Linked DNA regions of Mus musculus: regions 1, 3, 4, 5, 6 and 7 are each linked to region 2. A link is a contact called in public Hi-C and HiChIP or PLAC-seq data. All regions are on one chromosome and are shown on one strand. Each heading gives the region's core, a stretch centred on a gene start, on an enhancer-like site or on the middle of the called end of the contact. The rest is flanking DNA. Distances are from core to core; before and after follow the strand shown.

Region 1 (3,512 bases), core at 531-3,030, 370 kb after region 2:
GGAGGTATGGGTAATCATGATTCACTTGGTGTGGGTGCTAGGAGTCAAATTCGGGTCCCCTGGAAGAACAGCAAGTGTTCCTAACCACTGAGCTGTTTCTCTGGGGCCCGGAGCCGCCTTCTTGGTGTCAGTACGTTTTTGTGTAAACCTTTGAAGCCGACATAGCCTGATGGTAGTTGCTTAGCAGGCATGGAGAGAAGGTAGGTTCCCACGAGATATCAAAATTATGATACCTTCGGATTTTCTTGGATTCATTCCTTCGCCTCTCTTCTTCCTATGCCAGTCTCTGTGTCTCTTTTCATTAAGACTCTTGTCTAAGACTGCTGCTGGTGTGTGACCTTGTGTGCCCTGGCCACAATGGCAGGAGACACTAGGAACCTTAATGGCGATCTGACAGTCACCTGTTGAATGTAGCCATAACAAAGGAGGATGAGGCTTGACTCTGTGCTTTTGTGGTTTTCTAGTCAGATATCCTGATTGGATTTTAGAATGTCTATGGCAGTTGGACCATGTAAAATGCCCTGGACTGAAAAGCCTTATTGTGGGAGTTTGTAACAGACTGCCAGTAGAAAGGAAACAGATGTTGCCCCAAAAGGCAGGCCCTGACCTTTTTTTCCTATTCTTTTCCTCTGACACTTGTCCCCCTTGTGGACAGGTCTTCCTTCGAGAATCCTTGGAGCAGAAACTGGAAAAGAGGCGGGAAGAGGAGATTGACCGTGCGGCCATGGTGATCCGAGCTCACATCTTAGGCTACTTGGCACGGTAAGAAGCACACCTGGGGAGGGACACGAAGCTCTAGGAGGGCTGTGACCCCCAGTAGGGTGGTTTGTGGGAATGCAGAGGTCCCCAAGGTCAGATCTCTGTAAGTGACCCCAGCAGTTGCCCTGTAAGCCTCACCTGGACAGAATGTCCACTTAGCAGTTACACGAGACACTTAGGCTGCTGCATGGGCTCCACCAAAGCCTCTGGGGTGCAGCTCTGTCCTGTGACGTTGCTACCTGAGTGTATCTCTTGTCTTAAACACTGGGGCTCATGAGGATTTCAGGTTCTGGAGTTTTTCATATTGGAATCTCTTATCTGCCTGGCCTCTCCTGATTGGCAGTCAGAAATTCAAAAGTACCCCAAGATCTGAATTTTTTTCTGTACTGAACATTGATTTCTCCTACCCCAGTACTTGTTCATACATCCTATATCCTACACATAAGTTCTACCTCCTACCTGCATCCCTAGCCCAGGAATCTGAATGAAGATCTACTTCATTTTATATTTATGAGTGTTTTGTCTTATGTATCTACTTCCTATTACCGTGTGTGTGTGTGTGTGTGTGTGTGTGTGTGTACGCGTGTTTGATAGCTATGTGGGTGCTAGGAATTGAACCCTGGTCCTCTGGAAGAGGAACCTATGCCCTTAACTGCTGAGCCATTCCCTCTAGACTCTGAACATTTGTAAGCATCATCTCAGCATTCAAGAAATTGCAGATTTGAGGTTTGGGGATGAAGGATCCACAGCCCATATCACTGTCTAGAGACCCATTCCCTAGCTGCTTAAAAAATGATACCGCATCTTTCGTGGTTGCTTGTGATAAAAATCTCACTATGTAGCTAGGCCTGGCCGGCTTGGAACTCACAGTGTAGGTCAAGTTGGTCTCAAACTCAGAGACCTCTGCCTGTGCCTCCCAGGTGCTGAGACTAAAGAAATGTGCTACCAACTCGGACTCGTGGTCAGTTGGTTGGCTGTACTCTGCAGACCACGTAAAATGCCAGGCATTCCATTCTCCTGAAACATGGGGCTGTCCTGCTGCCCCATGTGTTTTGCTTCCTTGGCGTTTGTATGAACATATCAGGTCCTCTTTGGCTGCGTTTATCCAGCTTATGCCACACTGGGTAAACACTAAATTAGTATTAGTAATTAGTAAATTACTTTTTATTTAGCCAGGATAATGATTGCATTCTGACTTTCTTTTGTTTGGTATTATTCTTTTGTTTAGGCCCAAGTCTCCTCCTCTGCCAGTCTCCATAATAAGAGACCGGGTCCAAGTCTGGATCCTCTCCTTTTTGTCTTAATTGTTGGGTCCTCTTCTTTTGTCTTATAGTCCTGTTGTAAGCTCATTTGACTGGCTCACAGCCTCAATGCCTTGCTGGCCGCTCTCTCTTGCAGAAAGCAATATAGAAAGGTCCTCTGTGGTGTGGTGACCATACAGAAGAATTACAGAGCTTTCCTTGCGAGGAAGAAATTTTTGCACCTGAAAAAGGCAGCCATCGTGTTCCAGAAGCAACTGCGAGGACAGCTGGCACGCAGGGTTTACAGGCAGCTGTTGGCTGAGAAACGGGAGCTGGAGGAAAAGAAGAGGCGGGAGGAAGAGAAGAAGAGAGAGGAAGAGGAAAGGTATGTGCTCTGCCGGCTGAAACAGAACGGTTCACTGGGAGGGTTATCCTTGTTGGCCCGTTAGGGATTCCCAGGGGACCGGGAGAGCTCTCCGCTGACCCTGAAGCTTACAAATCTGAGCAGGCTGACTGACCTGTGTACGTGCCTGCGTACGTAACGTGCCTGCGTGCACGTGGAGGGCAGGGGTTGAGTCAGACGCCTTATTGTTCTGGACAAGTGACTGAGCAGCAGGCTCCACGGTGCCACCTGCTTCTGCTCCTCCAGCCTTGGAATTACAGGTGTGTGCTGCTGCAGATCACACCACGTGGATGCAGAGGGTCTGAACTCAGGGCTCCTGCTCAGAAAGCAAGCTCGTTACAGACCGAGACATCTCCCCAACCCGCTTCTTCCTTTTTAACTGGCAAAGATCTTCTCCGGGTTGCGTACATAGCTCAGCGATAGAGTGTTTGCCTCGGACAGACGAGCCCCCCAGCACTGCCGAAGGAGGAGAGCTGGTGAAGATTGGTGTCAAGGTTGTTGATTTTCACCAGCTGCTTTTCTTTCCCTTTCTTAGAGAAAGAGAGCGAGCGCAAAGAGAAGCTGACCTCCTCCGTGCCCATCAGGTGAGGAGCGCAGCGATTTCTGGGGCTTTATGTACTACCTTCCTGCTTCAGACTTGGACACTGGGTCTGAAGATTCACAATGGAAATAAAGTAGGAGATAGTGGGAACACAGGCTGAGGGGATGTTTCGGGGGCACTCTCTTTCCCAGCACAGTGGCATGGAGCGTAGAGAAAGTCTTGGGCTTTCAGTGTGAATCGAAGTATGGTTTCTCTGTGGCAGAGCAACACCATGTTAGTGTCTTAGAGACGCCTTCACATTCTGTTGCCATTTCCATGGGTGGCCACCTCACGCCGTGGTCCGTCCTTGATATTCATTTCAGGTGTCTGACTCCCACTGTCCTCTTTTTATAAGGACGCCATTCAGATTGGATGCAGGCTCCAGTCATCGGGCCCCACCTCATTTTAACTTAGTCACCCGATTAAAAGCCCCTTGTCCAACCGTAGTAGTTATTCTGAGGCGCTGGGGTTAGGGTTTCAGCTTGTCGTTTGGGTGGGGCCACAGTTCAGTGTGTAGAACAGGAAGAAG
Region 2 (3,296 bases), core at 642-3,141:
CCATCCCTGCAGTGCGTTACATTTGAACAGAAAGAACAATGGACAGTTCTAGAAAGGAAAATAGCACTGTGTGTTTAAAAATAAATGTATTAAATCCACAATTCCCCCTCCCTTATTTTTTTTTTTTTTTATGATTGAAATCTGTAAAAAAAGAAAAAAAAAATGGGTAAGATGTGAAACCTTGAGGTGGGAGGGGAAACAAGACCGCGACCGAGCCGCGCGGAGGGGGGGGGGGGGTGGCATTTGTGTCCAAAGGTTTTGTGAAACATTTAGGGCAAACGCCTTTGTTCCTGGGCTCCGGAGGGGAGTGGGTGGATGGATGATGGGGAGATCAGATGGGGCTGCCTGGCCCTCCACACCCTGCTCTCCGGCGCATGCGCGAGGCCAAGACAAAGGAATAGGTAATTACAGTCCCGATTCATTCATTTTGCCTGCAGTACCGGAGGTCTGTGAGCCCTTGGTATATTCCCAGGGGTAGGGGTTAATCCACACCCCAGCAGCAGTCCCCTTGATACTCGTGTTTTATTCTAGCCCGCCACGTAAGTGGCCAGTGGTCTCGGCCAAGACAGAGGTGTGTCAGCTCCCGTGCAAAATCCTGAAATCGCACCCATGTGCGCTGTGCTCCTTTGAACAGCGTGAAAATCACTGGGGCAGAGGCCGTCCACCGAGTTCGCTCCAAGGCGGAAACGTCTCGGGGGGAAGCAGATTAGGAACAGGGCCAAGCGTTCGATGAATATTCATGAAAAGAATGCGGTCCCCAGCCACGCATTGTGTGCCATCCGATCCAGGGATTCTGGTTTTTTTTTTTTTTTTTCTTTTAATGGTGTGGGGAAGCGGGAACCAGACGTTGGGTTGTAGCGTTTGAGCTACGGGGGAAAAAATCTACAGAAATCTTGGCTTGCAGAAGGGTTGAGCCCGCTCGGGCCGCGGGCTGTCAGGTTCAAGCCCACACGCCACCCCTCCTTCCCCCAGGCTGGGGCGGCGGTGGAGGCGCGCGGCCCGCTCTCTGAGCGCAAGGCTCAAAAAATAAAATAAAATGCTGGCGACGTCCACAGGTTAGTGGGAAGACAGCTCAGCCGCAGACCAGGCTGGGGGCTTTAATCTGCCCCGGACGTGCACACCGCCTTCCGAACCTCGTGTTCCTCGGTTACCCTAAACCAAGATCCAGGAGTCCCGAGGGCCAAGCCACCCCCGCCCCTTCCGATCTGACCAGATTCCGCGTCTTCTTTCTCCCTCCCCACCCCACCCCACCCCCATCCTCCATCTTCTGTTACTGCGCCCCTCACACCGAGCGCCTTCTCCGTGGCTGTGCGGGTTCCGCTGACAGAAGGCTGGGTTCAGCCCACAGAACCGTGGCCAGTGGTCTCGGTGCTGTCACCAGCGGCTCCCCACCCTCCACCCCCTCCCTCCCGAACTCGGTTCGTCCGCCTCGCCGCCACCCCCTCCAAGTCCCCCACCCTACGAAAGGCCGAAGCTGTCCACCTGGGGGAGAGCATCACCTTGGATTTCCAAATGCGACAGAACCCACATAGAGGAATCCCATGCCCACTGTGTCTACACCCGGCCGCACCCCGGCTGCACCGTTGGAGAACCCTAGGCTTCGGGGTGGGGCGGGGCCCTGGGGAACCGGTGGCCCGGAGTCCGCGGTGGCCTTAGGGACCCACGGCGCGCCTCCTTACCGGCTTTGGGTGCCTGTGGCGGCCCTGGGTGAGCGCGGTGCCTCCAAGGGGCCCGGGTGGCTGGTGTCGTCCGGCCGGGTGGCTGGTCGCTCAGCAAAGGCTCTCTCTCTCCCGGCTCGACGGCGGAGCCCGGAGCGTGGAGCGAGTTGGAGCGCTGCCGCCACCGCCGTCGCCGCTGCCGCTACTGCCGCCGCCGCTGCAGCCTCTGCATTTCTCGATCGCTCCCCCTCCCCTTCCTGCCCAGCGCCCTCCCCCCCGCGCGTCCGCCCGCCCAGCTCCTCCGCTCGCCGACCCCGCCCGCCTCGCGCCCGCCCCTCCTCTCCCAGCCCGCGGCCCGCACCCCTCCCGCTCCTTTCGCGCCCCGCCACCCAGGAGGGGGTCCCCCAACTTCTCTCCACCAGCAGCCACTGCGCCCCGAGACGCCCCGTGATCCAGCGCCCCCCCCCCGTCACCACACCCGCACAGTCACCCCCACCCACTGCTCTCCACATCCAGATCCCTTACCCGCCTCCCCAACAGTCTCTGTCAGCCCCCCTCCTCCTATTCCCTCCTTACACGCCCCTCCATTCCCCCCCCACCCCACCCCCACCCCCACCCCCGGCGGGACTGTCTGTGGATTTCTCTCCTCTCTCTGTCTCGCACACATTTTATTTGAAAGCATTGAATAAGTAGCTCAGGCTCTCGCTCAGACTTAAGGGGCTGATGAACTACGCCCCCGCCGCAACCAGCTTTCTCTGCACCCCAATCCAGCCCCGCTCCAGACGACGGGCTTAGATTCTGCTATCACGTAGGCAGTGAGCCTGGGGAAGATGCGATGCCTCCCTTGAAACCATCAAGACAGATATCCGCTGGTTTTAGGGTGTCCCCCAAGGCAAGCATCTGGGACGCCTCCGGCATATGCTCGCCCTCGGGGCCCGACCAGGAGGCTCCAGCTTTGCAAGGCGCCACCGCCCAGAGCTCAGGTCTGGGTTGGAAGGGTGGGCGGCACCGCCTCAGGGTACGTTCTCCCGACTTCGGAGAGAAAGAAAGGAAGAAATGCACCCTAGGAAAAGGGGCTTCGACTTTTTGTGCCTGTGCTTTCATGGAAGTCACCAGCTCTCGGCTGCTTAAGATGCTACTCAGAAGCGCGCCCAGCCAGGCTGTGGCCATCCGCGCCAAGTCCTCGTGTCCTGGTCGACGAGCACTTTGGGTAGCACCGCGACACACAATAGCCACCACGGTTAGGAGATATGCTCGCTATGCTTACCTGTTGGCAAAAATAAAATGCAAAATAAAAATTTAAATTTGGAAACTAACACATGGTGACATCTTCTAGAACCACAGCTCTTTCTTCAGACAAAAGCCAATTTTACCATCCCGCAAACCCATTGAGCCCTGGAAGTTCCGTTCGCGGCACTTTGGCGCCCTCTGGCTTTATCAGGGTGGCTTGCTTGTTCTGCTTCGTCCTGAAAGAATAGCGGAGGGGGGGGGGAATGGAAATGTATGTTGCCTTCTTGGTTGGATCTCCCCTCATGAGTGAAGCACAGATTTGGGATGAGCTTGCCCTCCACGTCCGGAATAACGAAACACAACTACATTTAGGGAGACGAATGCCAAAGGTAAGTGCTGTCAAAATCG
Region 3 (3,612 bases), core at 569-3,068, 390 kb before region 2:
GCACAGAACTTCTGCTGTAGAGCCAGAGAGAGTAAAGCAGGGAGTCCCCTGAATTCTCTCTGTCTCTGGGAGAGTTTCAAAATCCATTTTCCTCTCTATATTTTATTCCGTCATTTTAAGCCCTATTCCTCTAGCCTGATGCAGTTCTCGACTGCAGACAACCATCTGTTTCATCATTTTAAACCCTATTCCTCTCACCTGAAACAGCTTTTAAAAGCTGCGGACAGCCACCTGATTCAGTTTCTAGTCCCAACACATATTTTGCTGTCAAATCCTAAGTGGAAAAAGCGTCGGGTTAGCACTGTTCCAAACTTAGCCCGTATCCTTCCACACCTCCAGCAACCCCCCCTTTTTTTTAAATGAAGTTTAAAGCCAGCACTAGCATGAATACCTGTTGCTCACCGTGCCAGATAGGATCTGATTCTTTCCTTCCCTTGGAGCTCCATACAAGACAGTGATTCCCTCAGTGTTTTCCCGCCGTTCCCATGGTCCCTGGCCCGGGCGCCAATCTGTTGCAAGCTGGCCTGCAGCTTACAAGGACCGGATACACCAGGGAGGCAGGCTGGGGCTGAAAGAGACTGAGACTGCGAGAGGTTAATGGAGCCAAGACAGGATTCTGTTCAAGGTCCTCCACTTTACTATGAGAGTCTACTTATAAAAGGGGAAGGTCCATCCTCCGCCAGTCCATTCTTGGTGTCTGGAGCCAGCCTGTAGGTGGTGTGCAGAATAGGATGTTCCTCTGGAATGTCTCAGGGGCTTCTCATCGGGTAGCAGTGTCTTGGAGAGAGCAGTGGCAGGTAGCAGAACAAAAGAGCCATCTAGGTCGGAAGGCTCCATCTTAGGTAATTTCCTTCTCAGTGGCAGCAAGGTCAAAGTCTGGATCAGCCTGCTTCAGGGCTAAGGGAGGCTACATTGCTGTAAAGGACAACACTACATCCCTTGGCATGGGGTCGCATAATTATAAAGAAAGAGAAAAGGAATTTGTCTCATGGAGTTAATATGAGCAAGGGAGGTCATACAAAATTCCTGAAATATGGTAAAGGAAATTTACTCACTCAAAAATCCCCCTAATTATGTTTAAATGCATATTGGAGTAAAGATAGGGAGTAGACAAAAGGTAGACGGAAGAATAACAACTGCGCATTATAAAAAGAAGAAAAAAACCCCTCAAATTCTTGGTTTTGTGTGCTGTTTGGGAGTCACAGCACACATGAGCTCTGTGGCTGTTACCAGAGTGGGAAATCACCTGTTTCAACTCCTTCGCCCTTTGCCATCCAGAAAATGGATATGTGATTTGATTAATCTTATTTTTAAGTAAGAATCTCTACTTGCCCTTCCTTGTTACATTGTCTCTACAGAATAAGGGAAGCCATGAGCAGATGATGGCAGGTAGACGCCATTATGAAAGTGTCTCTTGTGCTGGACTCAGGCAGTCTGTGTTTCTTCATATGTGGGCTTTAAATAAACTCTGCCCTGCCAATATTTTCAATTTGGAAAGCATTTGAGGTTGAAATCGCTTTTTCATTTTTTTTATTCATTATTATATGCATCTCTCCACTTAGCTGTCATGTGCCTTTAAGATTTACACCCCAATTCCCCAGGAAATTGGGAAGTGCAGCATTGGAATATACATATATGGTAAGAGCATTTACTGCTCACATTATCTTGACCAGGAAAAGGAGTAAAGAAGGAAGGGAGAAAAAAAAAAAAGAAATGGTCTCATATTCTTACCCAGAGGAGCACTAATGGGTTATGAACCCTTTCAGAGTCATAGAGCAGAGAGAAAAATGGTTGCCTTGGCAACGAGGCAGGCCAGTCAGCTCCACACACTCTCCCAGGAGCTTCTAATTTATTCAGCAAATGGAGGAGAGAACAGGTGGCTAACCTAGATGATGCCAAAAACCTTTAGCTCTATAACGTTTGCGACCGCCACATTCTCTTAAATACAAACCATCATCCTTATTCTTTCTATTGGGAAAGTTAACAAGATGCATTCCAGTGTGGCTCAGGGTAGCTTAATAAACAGGAAAGCTGTCGGCACAGCATTCGTCATTTTCTAACAACAAAATATGGTGTCTGCGATTTCACAAAGTGACGATACAATAATTTAGTGTCACTAGCTACTTTGAAAGCAGAAACCATCTTAAGCCCCATCATAATAACGCGGCATTGGTCTTCCAGTAAATCAGGTATCGTTGCGAATTTTAAAAAGAAGAGAGTGTATTGCTGGATTTTGCAATGCTTGTTTTAAATGATAAACAGCCTCAGAAATTCCAGTTCCATCAAACCATATGCAAGCACAGGAGTGTGACCAATTTTGGATTGTTAGAGGAAATAGAAGGACTCATATCAAGCTACTTAAAGCCCCAGTTATTTATTATAGCATTAAATAATGTCATTAACTAGTATATGGATGGAATATCTGAAAAGCTAGCAGTGACCTTTTGAAAATATTGCACAAAGACATTCATGGATGCATTTTGATTTTCTTTTCTAGTCTTCTATCTAAACCCCCCCTAGTATGTCCAGAGCTTCAGATAACAGGATTCCATAGCATCTGGCTCCTCCCATCTCTGCTCCTGGCTACCATCTCTGTCAAAACCTGTTTTCCAGCACTGCATTCTGCACTCAGTGCATATCCACTGCCAAGGTCACCTGCAAACATTTATCTCTTCCCAAACTATTTCTTCCTTGACCCATGAAGAACTGTTGCTCAGATGTTAAGCAACCCCCTGTGTTCCCCTCCACGAGTTACTTCTTTACTGGATTCCATAGTCATGTTTTCTTCAGACTGAGTCTCTAGATCTTAGATGTAGGAAATATACTATAGTCACCTCTCATGCCCAAATCGACATGGGGCACACAGTACAAAGTTATAATCATCCGACTGAAGAATGGATAAGTGGGTAAGTTAACAAATGAGCATCCAGATGAATGAAACAGACTGACTAAAATTCCACACATTTCTAGTCTATAATAAAGCGTTTTCTGAAATTAAAATGTTACTGCTTTAAGAAAGGTCTGGTGACCATTCTAAAATCTCTTACAAATGCAGTCCTAAGTGGAGCTTATCTTTGTAAACTGGCCTTAGTCTAGCTTCAGGCTAACAACCACACTCCCACACTCCACTCCGAGCATCCTCACTAAGCACCAGAAGCTTCAAAGAAACAGAGCATGGAAAATTCTGGGCTTGACCTAAGGCATCATCAGCTTCACTTGACAACTCCAGGACACAGAGAATGAGCTAAGCAAGTGTTTGTTAGGAAGGATATTTAAAATAGGAGCGTGGGAGGAGGCTGAGGTCTTGGCTTTGGTCTATTGATCTGTTCTTGACATCTTGCTGTTTATTCCAGAGGTGACCTTGTGAAGTGTGGGCGTTTCCTTGACAACAGTGATAACCACTTCCAGCATGTAGGGAAAAGGCTCCTCTGCTTGTTTTCTACTCTACTGACTCAGAGATGCTCTATTGATTCAAAGAAAGCAAGAACATGTCTACTCTAAGGCAGCAGTCAGCTCCTTAGTAACACTGCACATAGGCTGGAAAACAGTCCGTAGTAGTAATGATTAGGCAATGCTTCCTTTTATTTCAGAAAACAGGACACAAACTCTGAA
Region 4 (3,267 bases), core at 126-2,625, 320 kb before region 2:
ACTGCTGATGTGCTGTGAGAACCACCAGGAAAGCCCCCACACGACTTGCCCTTCAAACTGATTTTTGAGTAAGTTTGATCTCTCTCTTATCTTTAAGACAAGTGCTATCGTTGCCTCTGTCTGGCTTGTGCCAGATTCATCACAGCATCTATAGGTCTATGTCTGCTTCCATGGACTCTGGACAGTATAGGGGAATGCCAGGGCGAGGATGCAGGATTGGGTGGGTTGGGGAGCAGGGGGGAGGGGGAGGGACTAGGGGGCTTGGGGAGGAGAAACTATGAAAGGGGATAACATTTGAAATGTAAATAAAGAAAATAATTGAATAAAAAAATTTAAAAACAATATTAAAAAAAAACCAAAAAAACAAAAAACCAGCTTCTCTGTTAACTTTCTAGCTGCCTCTTGGCATCTTCGGTTTAGTTCCCAAGCTGATGAGTTCAAGCTATAGTACCTCTTGTTCCTCGGGTGCTGTCTCACTCTCCTTGATCACCCAACCTTGCTATCTGTCTTTCTGGTCCTGTCAACTTGACTTCAGCCCTGCCCCCATTCAGCCTTCTGGGCTGTACCTGCTGTCCTGTCTTGTCTGTTTGTCTTTCTTTCTGATCTTGGCATTTTCATAATCATCTTCACTCTCAGGTCCCTTCACCCCTTGGCATGTTTTCCTGGGTCCAGATTCCTGGGGCAGGAACCTGCACACCTGCCACACTGTTCCACAAAGCCTCTTCCCATCCAGCCACGGTCGTCACGTTTCTCTGTGCTTTGTAACCCTCTGGGCTATACAAATGGAAGGTTCATACAGGGCACGTTGAAAAACCAAGTCTTGCTACATTCTGCGCAAATTTTGACCAAGGGAAAAATAGCCAAACAAGTTAGTCACTGGATATAGAAGGAAACCATTTTGTGAAGTTGCAAAATACAGAATAAATAAGCATGCTGCTGTCAGCATGTGTAGCTATAGGGGATTTTAAAAAATGGTAATATATTTTTGATCTTTGCATGTTTTCCCAAAAAAAGAATACAAATGTAATAAGTAATGACCTATACAATAAAGAGTTTGTTCAACTACTCCTTTGTATACTAATGAATATTTTAAGAAGTCCATTTTTTTATTTTCTGTAGAAAAATAAATCACCCCAATTTCCCCTTTCCATTGTTTTATTTACTTTACCTATTTCTGTTTATCTAATCATCCAGTGGCAGATGAGAGCATATTTGTCCTCAAGAAGTTTTTAAATCACTTGAAAAAAAATGTCGTATACTGTGCTTCTTTGTGCATTGTTCAAAGCCTGCCCTGGAGCATAGCATGAGGCAGAAGACTTGCAGTGAACACTGCCACCCCTCCAGGGGAAAGCTTTACCCATCTCACAGCCATTAGGAGAGGCCGGAGATGCATCACCGCAGGCTGCAATTACTCCGTGAATCCCACGTCGACTGAAGTATCACCTCTCAAGGGTGTAATCTTAGGGTCACATTTCTTTTCCAGGGGAGCTAAGCCCACACTCTGACTATTAAAGCTGCTGTGGGCAATCCCAGACAATCAAAGCTCCTCTTCTTCTCTGAGTAAATAAAATCACCTTTAAAAGCAGGCAGTTTGATATTCACAAAAACAACAACCTACAGGGATCTGAGCAAATCAGTCACCAACAAAACACTAATTATGGTCATACAGTGAAGAGAGATTACATTTACACATTGCCTATTTAAAGCATCACGCCTGTGTGTTACTGAAACATACGTGGAAATCACATATGTCTTTTGCTTTCCAACTTCAAGATATTTTTTAAATAATTTTTAAATAATAAAATAAAAGTAATAAAATAATAAGTAAAAACATTTAAAGAGGTCTGCCTGTAGCAATTATTAGTTACTTTATTTGTCTCCTGAAATTAATGTCTCCAAAGCCTTAATGTCTTTTTCCAATTGAGAGGATAAATTTGTGCTCCCAGATATTTTTTCCATCTCCATCTTCTTCCCATCTCTCTCTCTCTGTCTCTGTCTCTCTGTCTCTCTCTGTCTCTCTCTGTCTCTCTCTGTCTCTCTCTGTCTCTCTCTCTCTCTCTGTCTCTCTCTCTCTCTCTCTCTCTCTCTCTCTGAGGCAGGGTTTTATATAACCTCATCTAACCTCAAATTCACTATTTAGCCAAGGATAGCATTGAATTTACCATCTTCCTGTCTCTACCCCTGAGTAATGGGATTATGGATTCGCATACATTTATGGGTTCTGAAAGATTGAATCCAGGGCTTTGCACGTGTTGACTAAGGCAATACCAATGGAGCCACATGCCCAGGCCTCCACCCTCACTGCTCAGCCATACCTTACATATTTGTGAGCTTAGCATACTCTTCATCTCTGTCCTCATTCTTTTCTATAGCCTATCGCACTATAGAATTGAGTGCTTGTACTCAACAATGGATGGGAAAGTTATTTTGTTATATTGTAAAGCTTAACACTGTCATTCTACACTGGGACAGAGCCACCTCAACTCCAGGTCACCATTGCATAACAGTGCTAGCTTCAGGTTTGCAGAATTAATGGCTGTCGGTGCAAGGATGTATTGGTAGGTGAGGAAATAAATAGTTACCTTTAAATCTGTGTGAAATTAAGATGGCTATTTTGGAAGAAAGATTAAGACTGGGCACATAAGGACCTTCTTGATATCAATACACCACATTGCTAACTTTGCTCACATTAATTTGATACAAGACAGATAAGAATCTGCTTACAACTGAAATTATCTAGCCATACTTTTTTTTTTGCATTAATTTAGTTGTGACAAATATGGGACAAGTCTCTCACAGAAGCAAGATGAAAATCATTGTGTTCTTCCTTAGAGAGTTTCTGGTATTGGGAGTGGGGCACTGTATAGTGAAAATGAAGCAAAAAAATGTACAGCAAAGTAATAGATTTAGTTGCAGGATTTTCATATGTCTGACATCATCCTTCTCTTCCCTGAACTTACTATGTCTGGGCTGCCTCTTAAAAAAAAACCATTTTTTATAATCACCCTTACAAATGGGGGCTGAAGAGATGGCTTGACAGCCAAAAGCACTGGTTGCCAGATGCCCTCGATTTGATCCTGATCACCCACATAGAGACACACAGCTGTCTATAATTCCAGTTCTAGGAGATCCAATGTCATTTTCTGTCTTCCACAGGCACCAGCTATGCCCATGATTCACGATCATGCATGCAAGCAAGATACTCATATAGTGAAATAATAATAAAATATTTTAGATATTTCAAAACAGTTTGGACTAGAAAAATCA
Region 5 (3,217 bases), core at 418-2,917, 390 kb after region 2:
GCAAATTCTTAATCCCCAGTACACAACCAAGCTTCCTGTGGAACCCAGGGCCCTAGATACAAATAATCTCATTTTTAGCAATAAAGATATTTTTCTAAGCTTCCTTTTGAGAGAGGAGGCAGGTTTTTTTTTCCATGTCAAGCCACACATTTTTATCAAAGCTGTGCCATCTATTTTTATTCTCTAATTGCAAATTCAGACATTCAGAGAATAAATAGTTTTTCCAAATATAAAAGACTGTGTCTTCAGAAATGAGACAAGTTACCCCAATTAACTAGAAGATTTAAACCATCGCTTTTCTGCCAGCCTCCAGCGAGTGTTGTTGGAAAGATTTCCTACTGGAAATGACATTTCCCTGGAAGAATGAATCAGTGCCTGTGCCCAACCCTGCTGTTTGTTTAGTGATGTGGCTGCCTCCGTGGCATCCCAGTAGCATGTGACGAGCGTCAACACAGGATAGGATTCTGTCCAAAGATCTTAAATTCTCGGCAGAGGGGCCTAAGGGGGACGTGTCCCTGTGGGTGTGAGGTGTGTCATTTCCAAGTTCAGAAGAGCCATGAGGCCGAGCATTGAAGAACAGTGCTCGCGCCCGTTGTAGAGAGCCAGTGTTCAGTCCCCAGACCCATGTCAGGGAGTTCCTAGCCACTTCTAGCTCTGGTTCCAAAGAATACTATGCTGCTCTCTCTTCTGGCCTCCACAGACACCACACATATACACAGAACTAAAAAGGAAGTCTTTAAAAGAAGTGTCAAAAAAATTAATAATTAAAGCCAGTCTATGGCGCTGCATGTCTATAATCCCAACAGTTGGCCGACTGAGCAGGACTGTCATGAGTTCTAAGGCTACCCTAGATCTGCCTAAGACTCAAAATATAAAGTCTATCAAAATGTATTTTAAAGTGAACTATACTTGGAGATCCCACGATTGATGGCAAATCATGAAGATTAATTTGTTCAGTAGACGTGTGAGTAGCTACAGGGATGGGGGGTTTTAATAACGTGAGGAGACTTGGAACACTTGAGACAGACACTGAACTGTGTCACATACTTCTGGGGTCCGTGCTTAAATCCAGGTTGGATTGATTCTCTTTGGCTGGAAATGGTCACCGCTGGATTTCCTGGACTTTGTGAAAGATGTTCTGTGTGTGGAGGCATGGTGGGATTCGCTCTCTAAGAGTAGGTGCTCGTCACAGTCCGCCTCCTTGCTTTCTTTCAATGGCTGCTTTGCTTTGTAGGAGAACTGCCTCAACTCTGACGTGGTGGAGCAGATTTACAAGCGGAACCCGATCCTTCGCTACACGCATCACCCGCTGCACTCCCCGCTCCTGCCTCTTCCCTATGGGGACATAAATCTCAACCGTGAGTTCAGAAAGCCCCCAGGATCCTCAGAGCCTCGTAACTTTGTTCTAACGTGGAAGCAGTGCTACCTCAGAGAGTCTCTAAGTCATTCCAGACAGGAAAGAGACGGTAAAACATGCTCAAGTACAGATGTAAGGCAGCGGTTTATCAACCTGAGTCACGACCCTGCTGGGGGTTCGCGTATTGGGTATCGTGCGTATCAGATACTTAACAATTCATAGCGGAAGCAAAGTTACAGTTAGGAAGTAGCCGTGAAGTAATTGTGTGGTTGGGGTCAGCACAGCAGGAGGAAGTGTATTAAAGAAGCAGCATTAGGGCTAGGAAGGTTGAGACATTAGAGAGTGCTTCTCCATGAATTCAGGGCAATCCTTAGAGTGAGTATACAGTGCCTGTTGGACTGTGGTAGGAAGGTGTGCCTATCCAGCCCTTCTGTCTTTAACTGTCAATACACCATCCAGTGAGTTGTCTATATGTTCATTCCTTCATTATGAAGTGGCTTCGTAGCATGGTGTCAGCAGCGGCAGCTTGCGGGAGGTACGCAGCACATCCGAGACGCGTGAGGCAAGGCTACGGTCTGTAGAGGATTCATTGCAGTTTTGCCTGACAGTATTCTCAAGTTCTAATGGATTGACAGGAGATGTAACCTGTCATTTTTAGTCAAGGTACATAGGTCCTAGACAGTATCACGTCTTAAGCAAGAGAGCTGTCCAACTATAGTTCAGGTTTTAATCAAGCAGGTTCTGTACTAAAACCTCAGCTGTCTTAACAGAGCAGTGCAGCTCGCTCGCCTCTGCGCGGACATTCCTTAGAAGTGGCTGCTTGTCCCCACCCCCATCCCTTCCTTTAGTCTCCTGCGCCTGTCATAACTTCTTCCAGCCCCTCCAGTGATTTCGGTTGGCTTTCTTTCCCTAGTGCTGAAAGACAAAGGCTACACGACCCTTCAGGACGAAGCCATCAAGATATTCAATTCTCTCCAACAACTGGAGTCCATGTCCGACCCCATCCCTATCATCCAGGGCATCCTGCAGACCGGGCACGACCTGCGGCCTCTGCGGGATGAACTGTATTGTCAGCTCATCAAACAGACCAACAAGGTGCCCCATCCCGGCAGCGTGGGCAACCTTTACAGCTGGCAGATCCTGACCTGCCTCAGCTGCACCTTCCTGCCGAGCCGCGGGATCCTCAAATACCTCAAGTTCCACCTGAAAAGGTAGAGCACTAGGCCAGGGGGCACTTTTGAAAGAAGCTGGGCAGAGCTTACAGAGGTATAATCCACCATTGCGACATCAAACGCTGCGACAGGGCTCTCCAGCCCGACCCACAGGGCCCCTCAAGCAAGTGTGTATGACTTAGATGTCCTCTTGCCCTTTAAGCCGAATGAAGAATCAAGCCACTAATGTATTCATGCTGGGTACATTTAATTACTCTCTCTATAGAAAACCCCAACTTTGATTGTGTGTGTGTGTGTGTGTGTGTGTGTGTGTGTGTGAACTGACTTAGTTCTTATCAGATTTTATTCTGAGGTTGACAGCGTGAGGTTATGGAATACTTTTAGGTAAAAAAATGGCTACGTAGGTGAATCTCTGAGTAGTCTGTCTAATCTCATTGTTCTGTGTGTGGCAAAGGCAGCTAACAAGTCTCATTTTGCTCAACTGTGGCAAACAACATTTAAAGCTGGACACGGTGTCTTGTTTTGGTAATCTCCTCACTGAGGCAGGAGGAACGAGAGTTCAAGGCCAGCCTAGATAGAGTACATCGTGAACCCCTACATTAACAAAGAAAGGCCAGGTGTAGGCATGGCGTGCACACATTTAATCCCAGCAGGAGGCAGATGCAGGCAGATCTTTTTGAATTCAAGG
Region 6 (3,313 bases), core at 376-2,875, 490 kb before region 2:
TTACTTAAAGGGTGATGAGACTTTGGCGGGATGATTTATAAATCAATTGTGCAGTTTGCCATAGTAAACTTTGTAGATGACAGTGCTGTTTCCCAATTTTAAAAGGCCGGATATGTCTGCTAGAGATTTCCAGAAGAAACCCAGTCTTCGCAACCACTTGATATTAGCCCAGTGAAACCTACAGATAGTGTCTGGCTACCAACCCCACAAGCAAGCTTGGGTTGTTTAAGATTTATCACCGGTTCTATAAAATGCTTTTACAAAGACTATGTGAGAGATGCCTCAATTAAATATTTCAAACACCATTAACTCCCACCAAAATTCTGGGACAGACCCCTGTCTTGATTAGCATCTTTGATCCCATTAAATCAGTTTCACAAGTCACAACAACAGTCAAATATCCCCAAGCTTCTTGCCTTTGTTATAGTTTGCTTTGGTTTGGTTTTGTTGTGTTGTGTTGTATTGGTGAAGATTATTAATAGCAAACAATATAAACCGCTACTCACTCATTCTTGTCTTAAATTTATGGTATAATCGTTTCATTTTCTCCACTGGCATTTGAGGAAAATGTAAAAGTGTGTTTTGTTGATTACCTCCCAACATGATTTAGGTAACTTTCCAGTCAATAATAAAATATATAAAGTATTTAAAAGGTCTGTGCAATTGATGAGAGCTGTGTGATAGTTACACTTTCAAGGGAAAACATCACTGAGTTTAACTAAAAATCAAAAATTGTGGATGAAATATTTGAACGTTGAGTTTAGACTTAAATTCAGATTTATGAAAGAAAGTAAATAAAATGATTGTGTATATGCTATTATGATGTCTTTCTGTAAGTTATCTGAACTTGAGTACTAAAGGTATTTTCTTCAGCTCACCAGTTGATCATATTTGAAAAATGTCTTGAAGGTAATTCAACTTTAGACACCTTTCTGTGGAAACAAGTATTAGAACTTGTACTGGATTTTCCAGATCACACAGGTTCATTTCCACCTTACCTCACAAAGACAGTTGTGGGCACAGGATCTGCAACACTTAGTCTTTTAGGGTTTGTGGATTTTATCTTCTGATCAGCCCCTCTCCAATAAATCTTTTTTTTTTTCTTGAAGTTGAAAGCACATGCTAAGCCATAGAAAACCTTTATTTTATTTATTTGTTGTCTTTTCCTCCCCCCTCTTGTGCAAAGAGTACAGGAAAAGAATTCCTAACCCTCCTTCCCTAACTTCCAAGAGCCAGGATTAAAGCTGTCAACCACTATACCTGATAGAAATCATTCAAGGGGTAGTTGATGAAAATTTTAGTGGGATACAGGGGAAGAATTTCAGCCAGAAAATGGGCAGCAAAGTAAGCCAAAGAGTGTGAGACCCAAGCTGGTCCTGGACTGCTTTATCATAAGCCAGGTCCAACAAGTATTCTCCACACCCCAGCCTTCAGCCTTGCCTGCAGCAGAGCACACAGCATATCATTCTGGCCTCTTTGCCTTTCAGAATTCCAAAGTCTGACTTGAAGTAAAGTTTATGCTAAAGTTCAGTTATCAGCTGAGAAATGAATTGTGGGAGCCTTGGGATATTAGTCACTCTGTCACACTCTCCATCCATTTATGGAAGTCTACAGTAGAACTGTGCCGAGCAACACTGTGTGTGGTAGAAACCACAAGATTTCAGCCTCAACCACGTGTTCTAAGTCATGTTTATTACTCAGTTTGGGTTTAAAACTATTCAAAATTTGTAGCTGTAGAATAAGAACTCTGTAGGTTTCAGGTCCATGGACAGCCCATCATTCCTTCCACAGCTGGAGGAGCCAGAGTAAAACAAAGCATATCGAGCTTAGCCATCACCTGTTCTTTATTAAAAATTCATAAAGAAAAAAAGGAACTTATTCAAAAGAAATCAACTAGATGAGTATTAACAACTCACTATCAACATGAAAGTTTTGATTTCTGTAAAATGCAAATAGTGCTAGGAGAAACAAAACCAATACTAGTTACTAAAACGGATGATGATAATAATAATAATAATAATAATAATAATAATAATTCAATTTCATGTTTCTTGAAAACAAAGACTTTGGTTTAAATATAAGATGAAGAGAAGAGATTATCATAGGTCCCGACAAATAAAACCCAGAGCAGAACAAACAAAATAGAAGTTCATTATCCAGAAATACCAATTTAGAGGTTTATCTGATAGAACCCATGCCAAAAAGATTGTTTTCAAACTATACCCATTTTACTAAACACTGTATAACAACTGAAGCTTTCAAATTAATGAAATACTAGTGTTTGCTTTCAGAACACCCCCCCCATAAACTTGATTAACTATATCAATATTTACTTTCCATTTCTAATATATTTTCCGTCTTTCCAATTATGTCTTTACAAAATGACAAACTAGATTTATTAAATAAGTTACTCATCTCAAAATCATACTAAACAAAACTCCCCATAATAAAGAAGAACAAAATGGGCAAATATTCTATAAAGAGAATGTGCACTTAAGAATTAAATTAAAACATATTAGTGATTTAAAATGTTTACATTACTGTAGCACTAATATTAATGTCAGTATAATTACATTCTTGCTCTTCTTACTCTTAGCTTATTTTTCCCAATTTTATGTAAATTTTCTACTGGGCTATTCCCATGTTACAGTCTTTTAAAATTATTTTATAATCATATTTGAGTGCCCAAGAAAATGACTGTTGGCAAGCAAAATCCTCATCTGTGACAACAAATGTGCATACAAGGCTGCCTCTTGTTTCTGCTATAACAGTCCTTAGACGCAAGGGTATCCTGACAAATTTTCAGTTAAGAAGTTCAAGGACTCCCCAGCAATATAGACAGAATCCAGGAAATTAACTTAAAGACAAAGTGTCTTAAATATTCTTACCAGCAACAACCCCTCTTGTCTGAAGATTTTTTATATGACTCCAGGTAATATAGAAATGTAGATAAGTATCCAAATCAAACATTTACTGATAATAGATCAGTGAAAGTATTTTAAAAACAACTATGTGGAATACATTAAATTTTACTCACAATGAAATACATTCACATACGGATTAGATGAATGCTCTTGCTCATTTTTACACAAAGAATTAAATCTTGAATCGATATGTATTTTTTAGAGTTGTTTAATACTAGTATTTTATCCTTCCTTTGTTTCTTTAAAATGATGCCCTAAGAAGAATTTTGTTTTCATTTTATTTTTTATTTTTATTAGATATTTTCTTTATTTATATTTCAAATGTTATCCCCTTTCCTGGTTTCCCCTCCGAAAACCCTCTATCCCCTCCCCCTGCTCACCAACCCACC
Region 7 (3,490 bases), core at 965-3,464, 320 kb after region 2:
TAAGCTACTTAGTAACATAAGCAAGAGGCTGGCTGTGTCACACACGTGTGGCCATCTACTGAAGGCAATCTTCACTTCTGGTTTTTTATTATTATTATTACCATTATTTTCTTGGACATGGAACATTGTTAAAGTCAGTGGTTATGCATCAGTGTTTTATTCTTCTTGTCTTTAGAGCCGTACCTAATAGTGTAACTTAGTCATGGGCGGGTTTTCCTTTTCTTCTAGACGGCAATGGAAGTCATGCAATTCAGCAAGGAGGAAGTTCGGGAAGTTTTGAGGTTGCTGGCGGGAATTCTGCATCTCGGCAACATAGAGTTTATCACTGCTGGAGGGGCGCAGATTCCCTTCAAAACAGGTGAGGTGATGCCTGAGCCCCACCCTGACCCCTGATCACCAACCCTGTCTCCCCTTCAGTGCTTTCCTTACAAGAGACTAGACCCAGAAAATTGGCACCCAGTCTTTTACAGAAGGTTTTCTGGCTCCTAGAGTAGAGCTACAGATTTCCCCCATCCTTTGGTACCGGGGCTTGAACCCAGGGTCTCACCCCCTCAGGCATGCTAAGCACTTACGTCAGCTCAGGAGCTGTGGAGCTCCACCTGTGTGATGTCAAGTGTCAGGGCAAGAGTCCAAGGTGCCAGACCTGGGCTTGGGCTCTGTTCTTGTTCTTACTGAGAAGGGAAATGGGCCAATAAGTAGACATATGAGCAGCAAGTGTTTGATACAGGAAAGCGTGGTGCTATCACCCTTTGCCTTGGTTTTCAGAGTTATCCAGAGGGGTTCATAGCTGTACTGGAAGCTGTGCCTCCTGCTAGTTATCCATTTGCACTGTGACTGCCTTTACTTTAAACGTATAAAATGTCAGCTGAAGTACTTTAAATATATATATATATATAATATTTTTATACATAATTTATATATAATGTAATTTTTTAGAAAGGTATCTGATAGAACCAATAAATCTTGTTGCAGAAATTGGGTACCGGGTGTGTTTGGGATCAAAATAACTCTCCAGGAGCCTGGTTTCTCCTGGTCAGTGTTTCAATGTTTATTGTGTTTGATTCCCACGTAGTTTCTATCAATGTCTTAGGAGCCTAAAAAGTCTTTGTTAAAGAGGGAGAAATGGCTTAGGAATTGAGAGATGGGTGGCTTTTGGAGAGGATCTGTGTTTTGCACTCTGTTTCTAGAGGAACCAGCACCCTCTTCTGGTGTCCTCAGGCAGTGCACTGCTAGTTAACCGTGCAGTCACCTCTCTCTGTCTTTCTCTCTGTCTCCTGTGTGTGTGTGTGTGTGTGTGTGTGTGTGTGTGTTTCTCTCTGTGTCTCTGTCTCTCTGAACAGAACCTTTGCATATGTGGTAATGTTTGTTCATATTTACTGCATTAAGAGCTATGCAGTGAGTTTAGGTATGGTAGTACAGGTCTGATGCCAGCACACGGGTAATGGTGCATTGCCAGTGATCCTAGGCTACAGAGCAAAGCTACTGCCAAGCCAGGCAACCAAGCATAAGACCGTCTCTTAGCAACAAAAAAACCCCCAAGAAACAGAGAGGAAATGTGGCTCAGCCAATAAAGCGCTTGCTCTGGATTGTATTGTAGATGTATCCATTGATTGAATTTGGGTACCACGCGATCGGTTGTTCCCAAAATTTTGACCATCTGTGGTTTTCTGTAATAAAGCAGAAGGACTCAGTGCCTGGGCAAGGTGGTGCCTGTGACCTTGAGATGCTGGAGAGCTCTGTGACTGTTTTCACGGTGGCCCTCAGGTGGCTTTGCTCCTACCCTTCCCTGACCAGAGCAAAAGCTCCTAAGAGGGCATCACAGAACATCACAGAGCATCTTACCAAACTGAATTTAAAAGCTGATATAAGCCATTAGGAGTACTTGCTGCTCTTGCAGAGGACCCAGATTGGAGTCCTCGAACCCACAGGAGGAGGATCACAACCCCTCAGCCTCTGCAGGCACCTGCACTCAGAGGTAACATACAGACAGGCAAGTGCACATACAAACACACACTTAAAAATCTGTAAGCTTCTGACAGAGACTGAGAATCTCACTGTCTTTTACGATATAGGACATTAAAGAAAGTTGCTACAGGCAGAAACCATTACTGCCTGAGATGTGTCCATCATGTCTGCCTCCACTTTCTGTGTGGCTGTGTGTGGTTAGATTTGATGCCAGCTGAGGTCCAGCATCCGGTGTGTTTGAGGAACTGTGAGTTCACCGGTGCCTCCTCCTTCACTTTCAGCTTTGGGTAGGTCTGCGGACTTGCTTGGGCTGGACCCAACGCAGCTCACAGATGCACTGACCCAGAGATCCATGATCCTCAGGGGAGAAGAGATCCTGACGCCTCTCAGTGTCCAGCAGGTATGACCCTCCTGCCCTCAGTGCCATTGAAACTTGCCTCAAAGACAGCCTGGGGCTTGCCATGACTTTACTGTGCACATGTGATCCCAGTGAGGCATCCACATGACTGGCTCATGGGCCAAATAGAAAAGAAACCCAAGTTTGGGAGATAGGGGAAGTTGTTCTGTAAGTGACAGGGGAGCAAAGCTCTGATGTGCTCGGGTCTGACACAGGCCGGCTGAGACTGTGCGCTGATCCTTCCACATAAGGCTGTCAGTTCTTGGGAAATGTGTTCACTGTGCCTCGTTCCCTCTTCCGTAAGCCAAGGATGGTTATATCTAATTCACAGGATTCTCATGAGGATAAAAAATAATAATAATAAGCCAAATACTTGCTATAAGTACTTAGCGTCTGCTGCAGAGTCAGCACTCAGTTAAAGTGAGCTGTGAAAGTTATCCTCACTATACTTGAGCACCGCAAAGCACTGTTACTGTTCTTTGCCTCTGCTAAACCTTGATGAGCCCCCCTAATCTTCCTTCTTGGTTGTCCTTACAATTATCTTCTTGTGTGTGCCTGGCACTCCCGGGTGGAAGGCAGAGGATACACTGTGGGAGTTGATCTTCTCCACGTGCTTTCTGGGGATTGACACCAGGATTGTCGGGCTGGGTGTTCAGACAGCTGTCCCCACGGAGCCGTATCGCCTGCCCTTTCTGATTTAACTATCTCCTTTTTTTCTTTTTGAGATAGCTTCTCACTATGTAGTCCTGGCTGACCTGGCATGCTTTATGTAGACCAGGAAGGCCTTGAATGCTTGCCTCTACCTCCCTTATATTGAGATGTAAAGACATATTCCAACACACCTGGCCTAATCTTTCTTTAAAAAAAAAAGATTTATTTATTTATTTTATGTATATGAGTATACTGTAACTATATAGATGGTTGTGAGACATCATATAGTTGCTGGGAATTGAACTCAGGACCTCTGCTTGCTCCAGCCCAAAGATTTATTTATTATACGTAAGTACACTGTAGCTGTCCTCAGATGCACCAGAAGAGGGCGTCAGATCTCATTACGGATGGTTGTGAGCCACTATGTGGTTGTTGGGATTTGAACTCAGGACCATGGGAAGAACAGTCAGTGCTCTT

What was found. Hi-C and Micro-C count contacts between places; a contact is called where the count stands out from the background. HiChIP or PLAC-seq counts read pairs in DNA pulled down with a chosen protein or histone mark.
Region 1: an H3K4me3 HiChIP or PLAC-seq map of embryonic stem cells shows a contact between it and region 2, with 14 read pairs. The contact joins the enhancer-like site here to the promoter of Basp1 in region 2. A contact is called at or near these places in 11 of 39 promoter capture datasets (the 3T3-L1 cell line, cranial neural crest, embryonic stem cells and 6 more), 28 of 484 Hi-C or Micro-C datasets (the 4T1 cell line, the AML12 cell line, the BV-2 cell line and 18 more), 20 of 115 datasets of contacts at active chromatin or transcription factors (the NIH/3T3 cell line, astrocytes, bone marrow-derived dendritic cells and 15 more) and 2 of 9 other capture datasets (adipose tissue and macrophages).
Region 3: a contact with region 2 is called in an H3K4me3 HiChIP or PLAC-seq map of forebrain, with 7 times the contacts expected there. The contact joins the enhancer-like site here to the promoter of Basp1 in region 2. A contact is called at or near these places in 16 of 39 promoter capture datasets (3T3-L1-derived adipocytes, the HPC-7 cell line, HPC-7-derived erythroid cells and 10 more), 12 of 484 Hi-C or Micro-C datasets (bone marrow-derived macrophages, cerebellum, cerebral cortex and 7 more), 26 of 115 datasets of contacts at active chromatin or transcription factors (SST interneurons, astrocytes, bone marrow-derived macrophages and 16 more) and 2 of 9 other capture datasets (embryonic stem cells and pancreatic islet).
Region 4: an H3K4me3 HiChIP or PLAC-seq map of neural tube shows a contact between it and region 2, with 5 times the contacts expected there. The contact joins the enhancer-like site here to the promoter of Basp1 in region 2. A contact is called at or near these places in 21 of 39 promoter capture datasets (the 3T3-L1 cell line, 3T3-L1-derived adipocytes, the HPC-7 cell line and 11 more), 1 of 15 datasets of contacts at CTCF or cohesin (embryonic stem cells), 4 of 484 Hi-C or Micro-C datasets (adipose-derived mesenchymal stem cells, bone marrow-derived macrophages, cranial neural crest and 1 more), 20 of 115 datasets of contacts at active chromatin or transcription factors (astrocytes, bone marrow-derived dendritic cells, bone marrow-derived macrophages and 10 more) and 2 of 9 other capture datasets (embryonic stem cells and liver).
Region 5: a contact with region 2 is called in an H3K4me3 HiChIP or PLAC-seq map of neural tube, with 5 times the contacts expected there. The contact joins the enhancer-like site here to the promoter of Basp1 in region 2. A contact is called at or near these places in 15 of 39 promoter capture datasets (the 3T3-L1 cell line, 3T3-L1-derived adipocytes, the HPC-7 cell line and 9 more), 27 of 484 Hi-C or Micro-C datasets (the 4T1 cell line, the AML12 cell line, the BV-2 cell line and 18 more), 15 of 115 datasets of contacts at active chromatin or transcription factors (astrocytes, bone marrow-derived dendritic cells, bone marrow-derived macrophages and 12 more) and 2 of 9 other capture datasets (adipose tissue and embryonic stem cells).
Region 6: a contact with region 2 is called in a Hi-C map of adipose-derived mesenchymal stem cells, with 4 times the contacts expected there. The contact joins the enhancer-like site here to the promoter of Basp1 in region 2. A contact is called at or near these places in 15 of 39 promoter capture datasets (the 3T3-L1 cell line, 3T3-L1-derived adipocytes, the HPC-7 cell line and 11 more), 6 of 484 Hi-C or Micro-C datasets (adipose-derived mesenchymal stem cells, cerebral cortex, muscle stem cells and 3 more), 19 of 115 datasets of contacts at active chromatin or transcription factors (the NIH/3T3 cell line, astrocytes, craniofacial prominence and 11 more) and 1 of 9 other capture datasets (embryonic stem cells).
Region 7: a contact with region 2 is called in an H3K4me3 HiChIP or PLAC-seq map of bone marrow-derived macrophages, with 4 times the contacts expected there. The contact joins the enhancer-like site here to the promoter of Basp1 in region 2. A contact is called at or near these places in 17 of 39 promoter capture datasets (the 3T3-L1 cell line, 3T3-L1-derived adipocytes, the C10 cell line and 10 more), 3 of 15 datasets of contacts at CTCF or cohesin (embryonic stem cells, large pre-B cells and stem cell-derived epiblast-like cells), 15 of 484 Hi-C or Micro-C datasets (the F1.1 cell line, the Patski cell line, Sertoli cells and 9 more), 24 of 115 datasets of contacts at active chromatin or transcription factors (SST interneurons, VIP interneurons, bone marrow-derived macrophages and 15 more) and 1 of 9 other capture datasets (adipose tissue).

What each region holds. Positions count from the first base shown.
Region 1 is chr15:25,777,426-25,780,937 of GRCm38.p6, forward strand. Myo10 (myosin X) reads left to right here. Exons shown (of 41, transcript NM_019472.2): 22 at 656-762; 23 at 2,158-2,385; 24 at 2,939-2,987. Among named protein-coding and RNA genes, the nearest start is that of Retreg1, 64 kb to the right of the region's middle. Within about 2 kb of position 1,781, at least 45 of the 459 cell types and tissues checked have an H3K27ac peak or open chromatin away from gene starts, as enhancers often do. A contact at or near this core is called in the 4T1 cell line, the NIH/3T3 cell line, the STO cell line and 4 more, where this site is marked.
Region 2 is chr15:25,411,873-25,415,168 of GRCm38.p6, forward strand. It overlaps Basp1 (brain abundant, membrane attached signal protein 1), which reads right to left and starts at 1,892. Exons shown (of 2, transcript NM_027395.2): 1 at 1,680-1,892. It overlaps Gm48957 (predicted gene, 48957), which reads left to right and starts at 2,318. Exons shown (of 4, transcript NR_168943.1): 1 at 2,318-3,277.
Region 3 is chr15:25,017,738-25,021,349 of GRCm38.p6, forward strand. Gm2824 (a long non-coding RNA gene) reads right to left here. Exons shown (of 5, transcript XR_001781655.2): 1 at 392-3,612; 2 at 199-274. Among named protein-coding and RNA genes, the nearest start is that of Gm2824, 3.4 kb to the right of the region's middle. Within about 2 kb of position 1,819, at least 47 of the 459 cell types and tissues checked have an H3K27ac peak or open chromatin away from gene starts, as enhancers often do. A contact at or near this core is called in SST interneurons, cerebellum, cortical neurons and 8 more, where this site is marked.
Region 4 is chr15:25,092,591-25,095,857 of GRCm38.p6, forward strand. No RefSeq gene overlaps it. Among named protein-coding and RNA genes, the nearest start is that of Gm2824, 71 kb to the left of the region's middle. Within about 2 kb of position 1,376, at least 3 of the 459 cell types and tissues checked have an H3K27ac peak or open chromatin away from gene starts, as enhancers often do. A contact at or near this core is called in neural tube, where this site is marked.
Region 5 is chr15:25,802,029-25,805,245 of GRCm38.p6, forward strand. It overlaps Myo10 (myosin X), which reads left to right. Exons shown (of 41, transcript NM_019472.2): 34 at 1,235-1,358; 35 at 2,271-2,568. Among named protein-coding and RNA genes, the nearest start is that of Retreg1, 40 kb to the right of the region's middle. Within about 2 kb of position 1,668, at least 16 of the 459 cell types and tissues checked have an H3K27ac peak or open chromatin away from gene starts, as enhancers often do. A contact at or near this core is called in neural tube, where this site is marked.
Region 6 is chr15:24,919,781-24,923,093 of GRCm38.p6, forward strand. No RefSeq gene overlaps it. Among named protein-coding and RNA genes, the nearest start is that of Gm22810, 100 kb to the left of the region's middle. Within about 2 kb of position 1,626, at least 7 of the 459 cell types and tissues checked have an H3K27ac peak or open chromatin away from gene starts, as enhancers often do. A contact at or near this core is called in adipose-derived mesenchymal stem cells, where this site is marked.
Region 7 is chr15:25,731,742-25,735,231 of GRCm38.p6, forward strand. It overlaps Myo10 (myosin X), which reads left to right. Exons shown (of 41, transcript NM_019472.2): 10 at 229-358; 11 at 2,247-2,365. Among named protein-coding and RNA genes, the nearest start is that of Retreg1, 110 kb to the right of the region's middle. Within about 2 kb of position 2,215, at least 27 of the 459 cell types and tissues checked have an H3K27ac peak or open chromatin away from gene starts, as enhancers often do. A contact at or near this core is called in bone marrow-derived macrophages, where this site is marked.